Linked DNA regions of Mus musculus: region 1 is linked to region 2. Evidence: chromatin contacts called from public Hi-C data. All regions are on one chromosome and are shown on one strand. Each heading gives the region's core, a stretch centred on a gene start, on an enhancer-like site or on the middle of the called end of the contact. The rest is flanking DNA. Distances are from core to core; before and after follow the strand shown. Region 1 overlaps Gm52737 (a long non-coding RNA gene). Region 2 overlaps Abca1 (ATP-binding cassette, sub-family A (ABC1), member 1).

Region 1 (6,206 bases), core at 1,811-4,310, 180 kb after region 2:
TTGATTGACTATTGAAATGTGGGTTGGGGAGAGTTGAACCAAAAAAAGTGAAGGGTTCTGCTTACAGCCAAAGTAAAATGTAATGGTAGCCTAAAATCAAATAATGCAGTGGAGATAGAATGTGTTAAACATGTCAATGTTTGACTGAATGTGGGAAGGAATATTGGTAAAATTAGAAATAATGAGTCAATACAAGCTTACCCCAATCATCAGTTCTTTGTTTATCCAGTTAAGTGTCGTACTTTTTTCCACGCCGAATATCTTAAAGAGTACACTGAGATGAAACCCTGCGGACTTCTGACTTGGACATGTACACAGACCTAGGGACACCTCTCAGCTACGCAGAACAGGCAGAGTACAGAACAACCCCAGCCTGTGTATGCACAGCTGGGTCTTTATCAGATGCAAAGTCAAATATGAAGCCAGATGCAAGAGACACAATGGCCAAAGGACACAGCAAGCCCAGGGGTGACTGGAGCAACTGGTCCAATCAAGTGGCAACTTGTTTAGAGAGATGTAAGCATCCCGGCTGCTCTCCCAGAGTGAGGCCAGCAGTCAGGCAGATGGGAGGTTTTGTGTAGACAACTGTCTATGAACATCAATGGACTGGTTTACAGATCCAGAACAGTGACGCAGGGAGGAGACTAGCACGTGTCACACGGGGTCAGGTCCCAGGATGAATTAGGATCAGTGTCTAGTCCTAAAAGAAGACTATGTCTTTGGACAGGAAGCCCAGTGAAGACACCCAGATCAGTATGTTAGGTCAATAGTGAGGGATGATGTCACTTTGAGAAACAAATATCAGAGCATGTTGCTAGATCATAGAATCCACAATCTGAACAGATGACTGGCTCCGAGTCCCAGCAGTGGCCCTGAGATAGTAAATCTACTTCCAGCCTGAATTTGTTTGAAGTTAGAAACCTTGCTGAATTGGGGCAACTGTATCAGTGAGCCTAAAACTGAGTATCAAAAGGAGGTGGAAACTGAGTCAGGACAATAAATTTGAGTTATTCCATGTTGAGTTTCCCATGATCATGCCATACTCATGAGAAAGAAGTGGCTACCACAGACTTGTCCACATGGAAATCTAAGAAACAGCTTGTCATTCGATGAATACTTCCTGGGCATCTACTATATCCATAGTTCCACTCTGGGGCACTAAAAGATGCAAAGAGCTGGAGCGATGGCTCAGTAAGTAAAAGCACTTGCTGTACAAGCATGAAGATCAGAGTTCAAACCCCAGCACCCACATAAAAGCCGGAAGGCATGGTCACACATGCACCCGGAACCCTTGTGTTGCAGGGGACAGAGACAGGAGAACTGCCGGGCTTGCTGGCTGCCAGCCTAGCTCCAGGTTCTACTTAGAGAACCCTTTTCAAGGGATTAAGGTAGAGAGTGATAGAGCAGGACACATGTCTGCACACAACACAATAGATGTACAGACATAAAAAAAACTATAGCTCAGTAGCCTATACTAGAGCAAGCAGAATACAAGATACCCAAAATTCACCAAGCAAAAAGTCCTAGTCAAATGCCGGAGAGGGCAAGAAAAATGAAGAACAGAAAAGGTTCATAGGGCTCTTAGGAAGACTGACTCTTTACCTGGACAGCCCAACTTTACCACCTCTTGTAGTGGCAGCTACCTCCAACTCCAGGCATGCAAGCATGTTATTCACATTTCCAGCAACAGTCTTGGGTGCTGTGGTCTTATAAGGAGAGGGCCCAACATTCCATATGCCCCAGGACAGCAAAGCTCTGGTTCTAAGTAAGTAACCATAACCCTATCTCCCAACCTGTTGAGCTTCAACTTTACTCCCCATAAAATAAAGACAAAGATTCCACACACCCCAACGGGCTCTTTTAAGGATTAAGCGAAGCAATGTGAACAGATTTCGTAAACGTCGGAGAGCTGAACAAAGTATTTGTTGTCGTAATGGTGTCCCAACTTGAGGTTAAACCAGGGTTCAGCTCTGCCTGGGTTATGTTTGATGAGGTGGTATGTGGCTTCTGGGAGTCATTTCCAGGGAGGATGGAGAAATGGTTTGCTCACATGATGCGGAAAGAGGAAAGTCCCAGAAGCAGCAAGAAGGAGGTCTCAGATGTCTGTTCCCAGACCATTTGCACAGTTATGCGGAGCTAAGGAATTGCTTTTAGAAAAGAGTCTCTCCAGTGCTGCTTGCCCAGAGTCACACTAGCAGGCAGACGGAGGAATGAGGGATAATGTCTCGGCACAATATAAACTCCAAACCAGAGGAACTGGAGAAAGAGTTCCTCCTGGGGAAAAGGATTATATGTTCTCTACATATGTCCGCATATGTAGCAGAGGATGGCCTTGTTGGTCATCAATGGGAGGAGAGGCCCTTGGTCCTGTGAAGGCTCTATGCCCCACTGTAGGGGAATGCCAGGGCCAGGAAGTGGGAGTGGGTGGGTTGGTGAGCAGGGGGATAAAGGGGGTAGGGGGCTTTGGGAGGGGAAACCAGGAAATGGAATAACATTTGATCTGCAATGTTCAGGTATCGTGTAAGATATATTCTGCCTTTCACCCTCCAGCTATGGGGGTGACATCACCCATGTGGAGGAAGGGAGAGATGATCAAGGCAATGTCTGTGTGTGATTGGGGAACACTCTCCTAGGGATGAATTCATGATTGGTCATCTCCTTGAAGGTGACCCGGACAGCGACACCCTGAAGTGGGTAGACCCTGGAGAAGCTCGAGTCACGTTGATGTTACAGTGAACGAGTGGTAGATGCCGTGTGAGTTCAGACACCATTACCTGCACATTACTATTACAATAGATGAGTGCAGACCCCGTGTGATTCAAACACCATTAGCTGCTCTCTTCCAATCACATCAACTGTTCTGTGTTTTAGGAGTCTGAGGAAGCAGATGTGTTATCAGCAAGGCTAGAAGCCCCTGCTTTTTACCAAGATCATTCAAAAGTGAACCAAGGCTCTGGAAAGCACCTGGCATTGGAATTTGCTGCCAATCAGTTCAGCTCTGATTAGCTGCAGTGGCCAGGAAACACCTCCTCTCTTGGAACTCAACTCGGTGTTTTCCAAGCCTGGGAGTGAAGGGAAGGCCAAGAGGAAGGGTGTAGAAAATTGTGACATACAAGTTACACTGTACAGTGAGAAAATAGGGGTGAGCGAAGACTATACAACAGGAACGAGTAAATCGCTCCATTAATTAAAAATGTGGGTGGGAGTGTGCCAGAGAGCAAAGCACCCCACCCCCCTCCTGTGGAGCTATGACAGAAGGCCTGGCATAAAGGAGAGGCTGGGGACTTTGGACTCTCTCTTTTCCTGCAGCCCACTCCCTTTAAGCCTGGAATTCTGTCTGGCCCGAGCATCTTGAGAAGAGCATCAGACATGCCCCTCATGAGATCCACCACCAGACTCCTACATTCACACAAGGAACAAGAGTAAACAGTTGGTGGAGGCCTGCCAACACAGCTCTCTGGCGCTATAGTACTTCCTGAGGCCGAAGGCTGGCTCTTGCCAGACAAGGTGGAGCCCAGTAAACAACAGGGGTCTCCTTAGCAATTTGGAAAGTCTGCATACAAGCTAGCTCACAGGCTATTCTGAATCATCCTGCAGTGTCCTGAGCCCCAGTGGATGCCCAAGCCCAGCCCTGTCCAGCAAATCCTGTCTCCAGCTGAGTCTGAGGCCCACTCGTCCCACTCGTTTCCAAGAAAAGAGAAGTGGCCCATGATAGGTTGGATAGGAGGGCAGTGGACTCATGGATCCCAAAACGGGTAGCGAGTGGGCCGCTGGTGGGGGAGGGGACATGAGTGTGTGGGGACTGGCTTTTCTTAAAATGGAGTTGTCCTTGCACGGCTTCAAGGAGTAAGTAGCTCCCCAAGTGGGAAAGGAAGAAGAGAGGAACACCTGACTTTTGTCAGAGCTTGGAGTATCCAAAGCAGGGTATTGAGGGCACTTCATGGAGGGAGAACAACAGAAAGTCCAAAGTCTCAGAAGTGTGGAAGTGTTTGATCTGTTTCAAAGGCGAGTTCTGTATAAATAATGTGCTGTGCTCGGTGGGAGTTGTCAAACAGCAAGTCCTGGAAGGGAAATAAGAACTGAAAGGGCCTCAAAAATGTTATATATATATGTTTACGCAGAGTCGGTTTGTTATTATTGGCTGTGGTGGTGAAGAGCCTGCGGAGTTTCAGTTTTATTCTTTTCATGTTATATTTTCTCCCCACCCCCCAAACAGAAAGGAAAGAGGGCTGTGGGTGGGTCTAAACACAGCTTAGGAAGAGCACCCTTGAGGACCTGGGGAGGAGGCTCTCTGGGCAAGGTGCTTGCCACACAAGCATGAGTACGGATTCCCTGCAACCACAACCATATAACAAGTGAGGCAGAGCAGCGCACATCTATGCACTCAGAGCATGGTGGGGGCAGGAGACTACTCAATGCTAAGGGGTTTCAGGTTAGCCAGTCTAACCAGTCAATGAGTTCACTGAGAGACCCTGTCTTAAAAATAAAGAAAAACAAATGAATGAATAAATGAGGTGCTCAGGAATAGGGAAAGAGATTCAAAGGGCGAAGACACAACCTTTGATCAAAGGGCAAAGACACAGCCTTTGATCTTGACATGTACACCCATGGGCAGGCACATCTGCATACACACACGTCTAAACACACACGCGCACGCACGCGCACACACACACACACACACACACTCAGGCTCGCACGCAGGCGTATGCATGTGATTCTGTGCAAGCATTGTGACCCACTCTGCAGAGGTATGAGGTAACCAGATGTTAGTCATCATGTGCTTAGTTAGGTAGGAGACTCTAGGCGACTCACGTGCTTCAGGTTTCCCACGCCACCACCTACAGATGTGGGTCAAGCTTGTGGGATTAGCACTCTCAGGGCATGAGATGGGAAGCTGCCAATATCAAGCAAAGAGGCACTGCAGTCAATGTGAGCACATTTCTCTGTCCACTCGGAGCCTCCAAAATTTGACAGTGGGCACTAAACAGCCTGGCTGTGCCCCAAGCACTAACACAAGAGGGGAAAGGACAGGTGGTGAAGTGCTCACAAAGGCTGGGGTGGCAGGGACTGGGTGTGTTTGCTCCCACAATGAATGAGTTTTTATTACTAGAAAATTAAATCCTACTGAGCAAATGCCAGGAAAATGATTAGGGGCTCAGTTTAGATGGAGAGGCCTGGCTGGGCACTACTGAACAGGGAGCTAACCATCGTGGGCCCCACTCTCTGTGCATATCACGTTTAGGGTGACTGCCCAAAGCCCACGCCAGGCCCCTCAATGCCAGTTTTGCAGAATTCCAGTTAAGCTCTGGTCTTTTGTTTCAGCTAAAAGGATTGTCTGTGTAGACGGAGGGATGAAAGGTTCCTGCTTGCACAATAGCCAATGCCTTGGAGGGCGATGGAGGAACACAGCCTGTGAGGTGCCAGGCACTACAGAAACGCTGTTTTCTTCTGCTTCTCAGGCTCCCAGGCCTGACCCAGGAAAGGCCTGCCATGGTGGAGGGGCACGGGCTGTGGGACAGGCTGGTTTGGGATTTGGACAGGCCTGAGTTGAAGCTCATGTTCTGTAGCCCAGGAAATTGTGACAAGAGTTTAACGTCACTGAGTCCTAACATCATCAACAATTAAGGGGAGACGATAAAGCATAAGGTTATTATGGGAACGAAAGGACACCAGACACACACACACACACACACACACACACAGATGCACACGCACACAAGAGAGAGAGACAGAGAGACACAAAGAAACACACAGAGAGAGGCAGAGAGAGACAGAGAGACAGAGAAACATACTTCATAGATGATATTCTTTTCCTCTTTTTTCTCCAATACCTTCTAAACACAGCAATTGTATTGCTGAGAGACAAGCATAAGATTAAAGGCTGGAAGATTAATCGTTTAGTCCTGATCCAACTAGTAATATGCTGTGTGATTTGGGGCAAGTCACTCAGCGTCTCTGGACTTTGCTTCCCAGCACTAGAAAATGGGAGTGGTGAGTTGAATCATGCCTAAAGGCACTGTCCAGCTCTTAGTGTTGACATCCACTGAGCAGCTACTCTGAAGCGGTTTGCATGTGCCGGCCAGATTGCTCAGCAATGCTCGGGTGTCACCTGATCCAGAATTACCCTATTTTACTAGTGAGGAAAAAAGAAATGTAGAACGGCATGCCAGATTGCACAACTAATAAAAACATTTTTTTTTTTGAAA
Region 2 (6,059 bases), core at 1,176-3,675:
ACAGTAGAACCAGTTCCCCAGACATCAGACTGCTCTGATGAACACTGTTCACCAAAGGAAGACTTGTGTGCTCCGGTAATACCAGGTAACTAACTCTATGGTTACTACCCACTGTTAACTTGACTGAATTAAGGAAAATGGAGGAGCTGGGTGGTAGTAGCATATACCAGCACTTGGGAGGCAGGGGCAGGTGAATCTCTACGAGTTTAAAACCTTATCTTGAAACCCCCACCAAAAAAGGAGGAGATTAACAAGGCACACTTTTAAGTGTATCTGAGAGGATATTTCTAAAAGTTTTAACTGAGCAAGGAAGAGATCAACTCTAAACGTGGGCATCATCACCCCCAGGGACTGGGATTCCAAACTGAAAAAAAAAGGGGGAAAGACATTCATCCCCTGCAGCTCCCTGGTGCAGATATTATGTGACCAGCCATCTCGAGCTCCCACTCTGATACTGTCCTCACTGTGCCAGGCTGTCCCTTCAAACTTCGAGTCAAAATAAGCCACTCCTTCTGTAAGCAGCTTCTTGTCAGGTGTTTGAGGAATTACTCAGCAATGAGAAAAGTTATACAGCAACCAACACTTGTCAAATCCCCCAATGGAAGACTCCAAAATATTTCCCTATATGGACAAAGTTTTATAAATGTCCCAAAAATAAGTAGGAAAGGAATTACTGTCTTACAAAGTGTACAGACACGGAGTGGTGTGATATGAAGATACAGATTCGACTTGACCTGTCCCCAATGACACAGGCTTCATCATGTGTGCAAAACCCAAAGTGAAATCTTAAAACTAAATCAGTCCAAAGCCGGAGGGAAGGACAACTTATAAACCAGGCCTATCTCCCAGTACCCTACAGCCCGATGCAAAACCATTCAGAACCCTCAGAATGACTGTGAAAACTGGTACTATCTTTTGAAAGGACATCTGGTCACACACTTCAAGGGTCATGTCACTTTGACCCAGTATACCTGCTCCTGAGCTCCTGGGCTAAGGAGCCAACACAACAAAGTAAGAAATGGCTGTATGCATAAAACCCTCAGAAGATTTCATTCGAAACAGCAAACACTAGGTGCAAACTAAGTGTTGCCAATAGGGTTTGAGCTTACAGACCTGCACTGTCAGCCTCACATACAGCTCTCTAGGATGCTACTGACATCACTCCACAATAGACTGACAACCAGAAGACCCCACATCTCTCTTACTAACTTACCAATAATGTGTTCTTCGTTGACGAAACAGATTGCACAGAATTACTGTGAAAATGAAATGGTAGATATAAAAGTACCTTTGAAGTACTCAAGTGCAGCCTCACATCGGAACTCCTCACTAGAAAGATTATTCACAAATATGAGAACATTCAAGGCAAGCAATGCTAAGGAGCGCAGTGCATTAGGTGGGGTGAGTGTATGTACAGAATGACAAACGCTTCCTGGCTTCCTGGCGTTCCCACCACTCCACTATCAAGACCCAGAGGATGAGCGGTTTTAGCCATGCTGTGCCTACCCAAAGGGCTCCTTTCAGATATAAAATTAAACTCAACTGTCCTTAACTGGATGGTCTATCCTTCCAACTCATCTTCAGCCACACTCTTCATTCAGTGAGCCAACACACCTGGCTTCTTTCTGTTCTCTCAGCCCAAAATACAGTGCCTCTGAGGTCTGTGCCCCTGATCTTAGCATGCTAACACCACTGCTACCATTCTGGGGTTCTGGGCTTGAATGCCATGAATACCTACTAAAGCCTGACTATCACGGTTCACCAGTTTACTCCTCACACTCTGGATGTTGTAATGGTATGTTTACTTGTGTGCTGATAACATGTTATATCGTCTTCCCTCAATAAACTCTATGCTCCACTGAGGACAGTCTGCTTTATCACTACACACCCAGCACAGTCTCCCACAAGGAATGAATGCGCAGCAGACATTTATCTCAGTGAAACAGCAAACAGGGTCTTGTTCTAGCTTTCTTCATCTCTAGAAGTGGAAATCAAAGCTCTAGAAAACACTGAGGCTCAGGGCTGACCAGTCTGGAATGAGAACCATGACCAAGGTTACTGAGCTAGGACTAAGGACAGGAAGGCACGTCCCTGGAATTGGGAACAGGAAAGGGAAGTGGAGTTCCCACACACTGTGACCATCTCTAACCACTTGGAAAGCAGGAGTCCTAACTGTTTTCGCGTTCATTCCAGACTGTCCCAACAGTAGTCCTTTAAGTTACTTAAGAGTTAGAATTTGCTGTTTCCTTTAAAGGCAAAGACAAAAGAGTCCATTTGGCCACCTCACGTTGTCACTTCTGTTTCATGGAGACCTTGGCCTCTGGATCCAGGCCAAAGCCAGAGGAAGACCTGATATCCTGAAGTCCACCCCCTTTCCTGTCCCAAATGCTGTTTGCATAGGATAACTGCTGCCCACACACTAGTTGACTGGTACTTTGGACCCAAACTGAGCTTTGGACCCTTTTGCAACTCAATTCAATGTATTCTTTGCCCAAGAGATACACTGGAAAACTCACTCTGATTGATGTACCCCATGAGTCTGCACAATGAGAGGACAGCGAGGGTCCATAAGAGTCCTCTACAGACAAGGGCACAAGAGCAGTGCTGCCTGTGGCTGGCGTTCCTCAGCTCCGGGCTTCTGCATATTCTTTCTAATTCCCCTAGCTGCTCCAAGACCTTCAAATAACAGACCAGCAACACATTCACCACTCATCAGGCAAATTCTTGTTACACATGTTGTAAGTACCAGGTTCTGTCCTAGGTTCTGGGCCATGGGTACAGATGCTCTCAGGACCAAGGGATCATGCAGTGAATGTCCAAAATCTGTGGCTATCAAGGGGCTTCAATCTCTTCCCCCTTCATAATGGGCTTACTCTGTGAGCTAAGAAAGTGCCAAAGGCTCACACAGGTTCTCATCCCTTAAAAAAAAAACACACACACACACACAACTAGATGATTAGACAGGAGTGACACCTTCTCAGCAGTAGCTGAGGATAAAGCCAAGTCAACTTTTAAAGGCCTGGCCTGTAAGGATGTCAGGAGATAGGTTCTGACGTTACTTCGGGATTGAGCCTGTGTCCATCAGAGAGCCTCAGCTCCAACAACTGTACAAGAGGCAGGCCAGATCTTGGCAGCACCTGCTCTGCTCATAAAGTATCTGTGACTGGAAATCAACTGCGTTTCTTTCTGATTTCTCAAAATGGATTTACTTTAGCAATCAGGAAGGGAGATGACTCAGACAAGCTGGTAAGCAGTGATGTATCCTACAAAGGCCACCTGTGTCCAAGGTCTGTGTCCCTACTTTCCACTTCAACAGGAACTCCTCAGTAAGCTGTGTTCGACTAAATCTGCCTATCTTTCCAATCCTAGTAATTTTAAACTCGTAAGCATAATGAAAATACAGCACTGAGCAAGAAGCAGCAAGATCAAATCCAATGAAGACCTGCTCAGAGGAGATAACCCTAGCCCTCATTTTGTGTTCCTGGACAGTCTGCTCCTGCCTCCTTCTTGTCTGCGCACAAGAATCCATACCCGAGCACCTCCTCCTCCGCTCAAGCTTGGTGCTACCATGTGGCTACAAAAGATTGGGAAAGGGAACCAACATTGAGAACCGGAGTGAGGAGGGCTCAAGCCTCTGGCCCCATATCAGCTTCTTCTTGACTGATCTAGAGAGTCTCATCGACTCCTTGTGCCTCAGTTTCCCCATCTGTAAAATCTGGTATTTGGAGCAGGCTCTCTTGAGACCCACTTTTCATTGCTAAAGTGATGTTTCTTTCTGTGACTCATGAACGCGCCCATCAAAGCAGAGACAATTTCCCACCAGGCAGGACACTGACATAAAGAGGAAAATGTAACAGACTTAGGACCATCAGGACCTAGGAATGACTCTGAGGTACAGGAGGTAGGTAAGAGAAAAGTCAGAAATGTCAAAATTTGTTGATTTTTTAAAAATTATACCATTAAAAGTGATGTAAGTCTGGGTATGGTGGTATACACCTGTAATCCCACATGGCACTAGGAAGGGGAAGTCAGAAGGATCAGGAGTTCAAAGGCAGCCTTAGTTATATGGTGAGTTCCAGGATATCTGAAACTTGGTTGTACTGCCTAGTTTTGTGTCAACTTGACACAGCTGGAGTTATCACAGAGAAAGGAGCTTCAGTTGAGGAAATGCCTCCATGAGATCCAACTGTAAGGCATTTTCTCAATTAGTGATCAAGGGGGAAAGGCCCCTTGTGGGCAGGACCATCTCTGGGCTGGTAATCTTGGGGTCTATAAGAGAGTAGGCTGAGCAAGCCAGGGGAAGCAAGCCAGTAAGGAATATCCCTCCATGGCCTCTGCATCAGCTCCTGCTTCCTGACCTACTTGAGTTCCAGTCCTGACTTCCTTGGTGATGAACAGCAATATGGAAGTGTAAGCTGAATAAACCCTTTCCTCCCCAACTTGCTTCTTGGTCATGATGTTTGTGCAGGAATAGAAACCCTGACTAAGTCACTGGTCTTGAAAAGACCAATAACTAAATGGCAGTCTAACACAGCAGCTATTCGTTTAACAGAGTCTAACATGTAACTGTTGGCGTCAGACTATCAGCAACCAAACGCTAGCAATGCAGACCTCTGGGAAACTCCTGAACCTCTCTGTACATCAAATCTGTTATCTGTACCATAAAGAGAACTACCTCATGGGGTTTAAGAACAGCTGGTACAATAACCCACTTTGTTGGCTGTTTGGTTCACTGGTAGAGCTCTGGTCTAGCATGTGCAAGGCCCTGTAGTTTATCTACAGCAATTATAAAACAAATATATAAATAACACATTATGTGCCTAGCTCATAGAAGCACATTCTAATTATCCTCTTTTATTATAAATAACAATGTGCATTATATTTTGTCATTATTACTAATGACAATGGACACATAGATTCTAGTCATTGCTCTCTCACTAGTGACCTTGAATTCAAGTTCCTCATTTGTAACATTAAAAGTTAATCAAAAACTCTTGAAAAACTGGAATCAATCTCTCTCTCTCTCTCTCTCTCTCTCTCACTCTCTCTGTCCCTCCCTCCCTCTTTCCCTGCCCTGTCTCATGTGTGTGTGTGTGTGTGTGTGTGTGTGTGTGTGTTTGTGTGTGTATGTGTGTGTGTGTATTCACATGAACATTCAAAGGATTATACCTGGGTTCTCCATGAAGATTTTAAACTTTCTGTGTTTCCATTTCAATGATCATCTGAACAAATTCTGGCACACCTATGTGAATTTACTTACATTAGCATAACTTGTGCCACAAGCCATCAACGGTCAGGTTTATTAGTGTATGCAAAGTATGACCATGCCAGCCTATTGATGGGATTAGACAAAAGGAAACCCAAATGGTATCAAAAGATGCTGCCCAAGTAGAAACATGGGTGAAGAACTAAATCATCAGCACAGAGTAATATAGACTGGCCAAACTCAAAATGGCCACCGTTGTATCATCTACCACCATATTTCACGTGGCAACTGAAATATTGTATTTCAGCTAAACAAAGTCAGTTTTCTCACTACAACTAAGGTAATAATATGAATTGCGATGTCTTTCTTCAGTTTCATTTGCCTTGATTTATAAATCTGTATGGGGCCTATGGTTTTATCATCAGGGTTTAAATCTACTTTTACTTACATAGTTAAGTCATTTTATAATAAAAACATCGGTGAACAAAAGAGTACCTCGGGATGTTTGTTCTCGCATAGAAGATCTCCAAGTACTAGTCTACTTTGAGAAACAGTTAAACTCCCTTCAGGGTTCACTAAAGGTCTTTGACTTTCAAAGACCTTTGATTATAGACAGGTTGAACTTCATTAAGATAGCCAAATGGAGATGCAGGTTGGTGGTCCAACAAAAAGTGCAGGACAGGAACCAAGTTTAGAAGTGAGCTTCAGAGACACGTAGCTAAACTGAGAGGGCAGGATGAGAAGATTCACAGTGGTCACAGATAAAGGCGCCACATGGAAGGCTGGCCTAAGCCTCAGGGAGCTCACCTTGCCCTACAGCCTTCACAGTCTTCCAAAGGAAAACAACATTCAC

What was found. Hi-C and Micro-C count contacts between places; a contact is called where the count stands out from the background.
Region 1: a contact with region 2 is called in a Hi-C map of liver, with 2.0 times the contacts expected there. The contact joins two enhancer-like sites. A contact is called at or near these places in 4 of 484 Hi-C or Micro-C datasets (bone marrow-derived macrophages, embryonic fibroblasts, liver and 1 more) and 5 of 115 datasets of contacts at active chromatin or transcription factors (SST interneurons, Th17 cells, double positive thymocytes and 2 more).

The regions. Positions count from the first base shown.
Region 1 is chr4:53,312,296-53,318,501 of GRCm38.p6, forward strand. All of the region lies in intron 2 of Gm52737 (a long non-coding RNA gene), which reads right to left. Among named protein-coding and RNA genes, the nearest start is that of Gm52737, 12 kb to the right of the region's middle. Within about 2 kb of position 3,061, at least 50 of the 459 cell types and tissues checked have an H3K27ac peak or open chromatin away from gene starts, as enhancers often do. A contact at or near this core is called in hepatocytes and liver, where this site is marked.
Region 2 is chr4:53,137,311-53,143,369 of GRCm38.p6, forward strand. All of the region lies in intron 2 of Abca1 (ATP-binding cassette, sub-family A (ABC1), member 1), which reads right to left. Among named protein-coding and RNA genes, the nearest start is that of Abca1, 20 kb to the right of the region's middle. Within about 2 kb of position 2,426, at least 5 of the 459 cell types and tissues checked have an H3K27ac peak or open chromatin away from gene starts, as enhancers often do. A contact at or near this core is called in hepatocytes and liver, where this site is marked.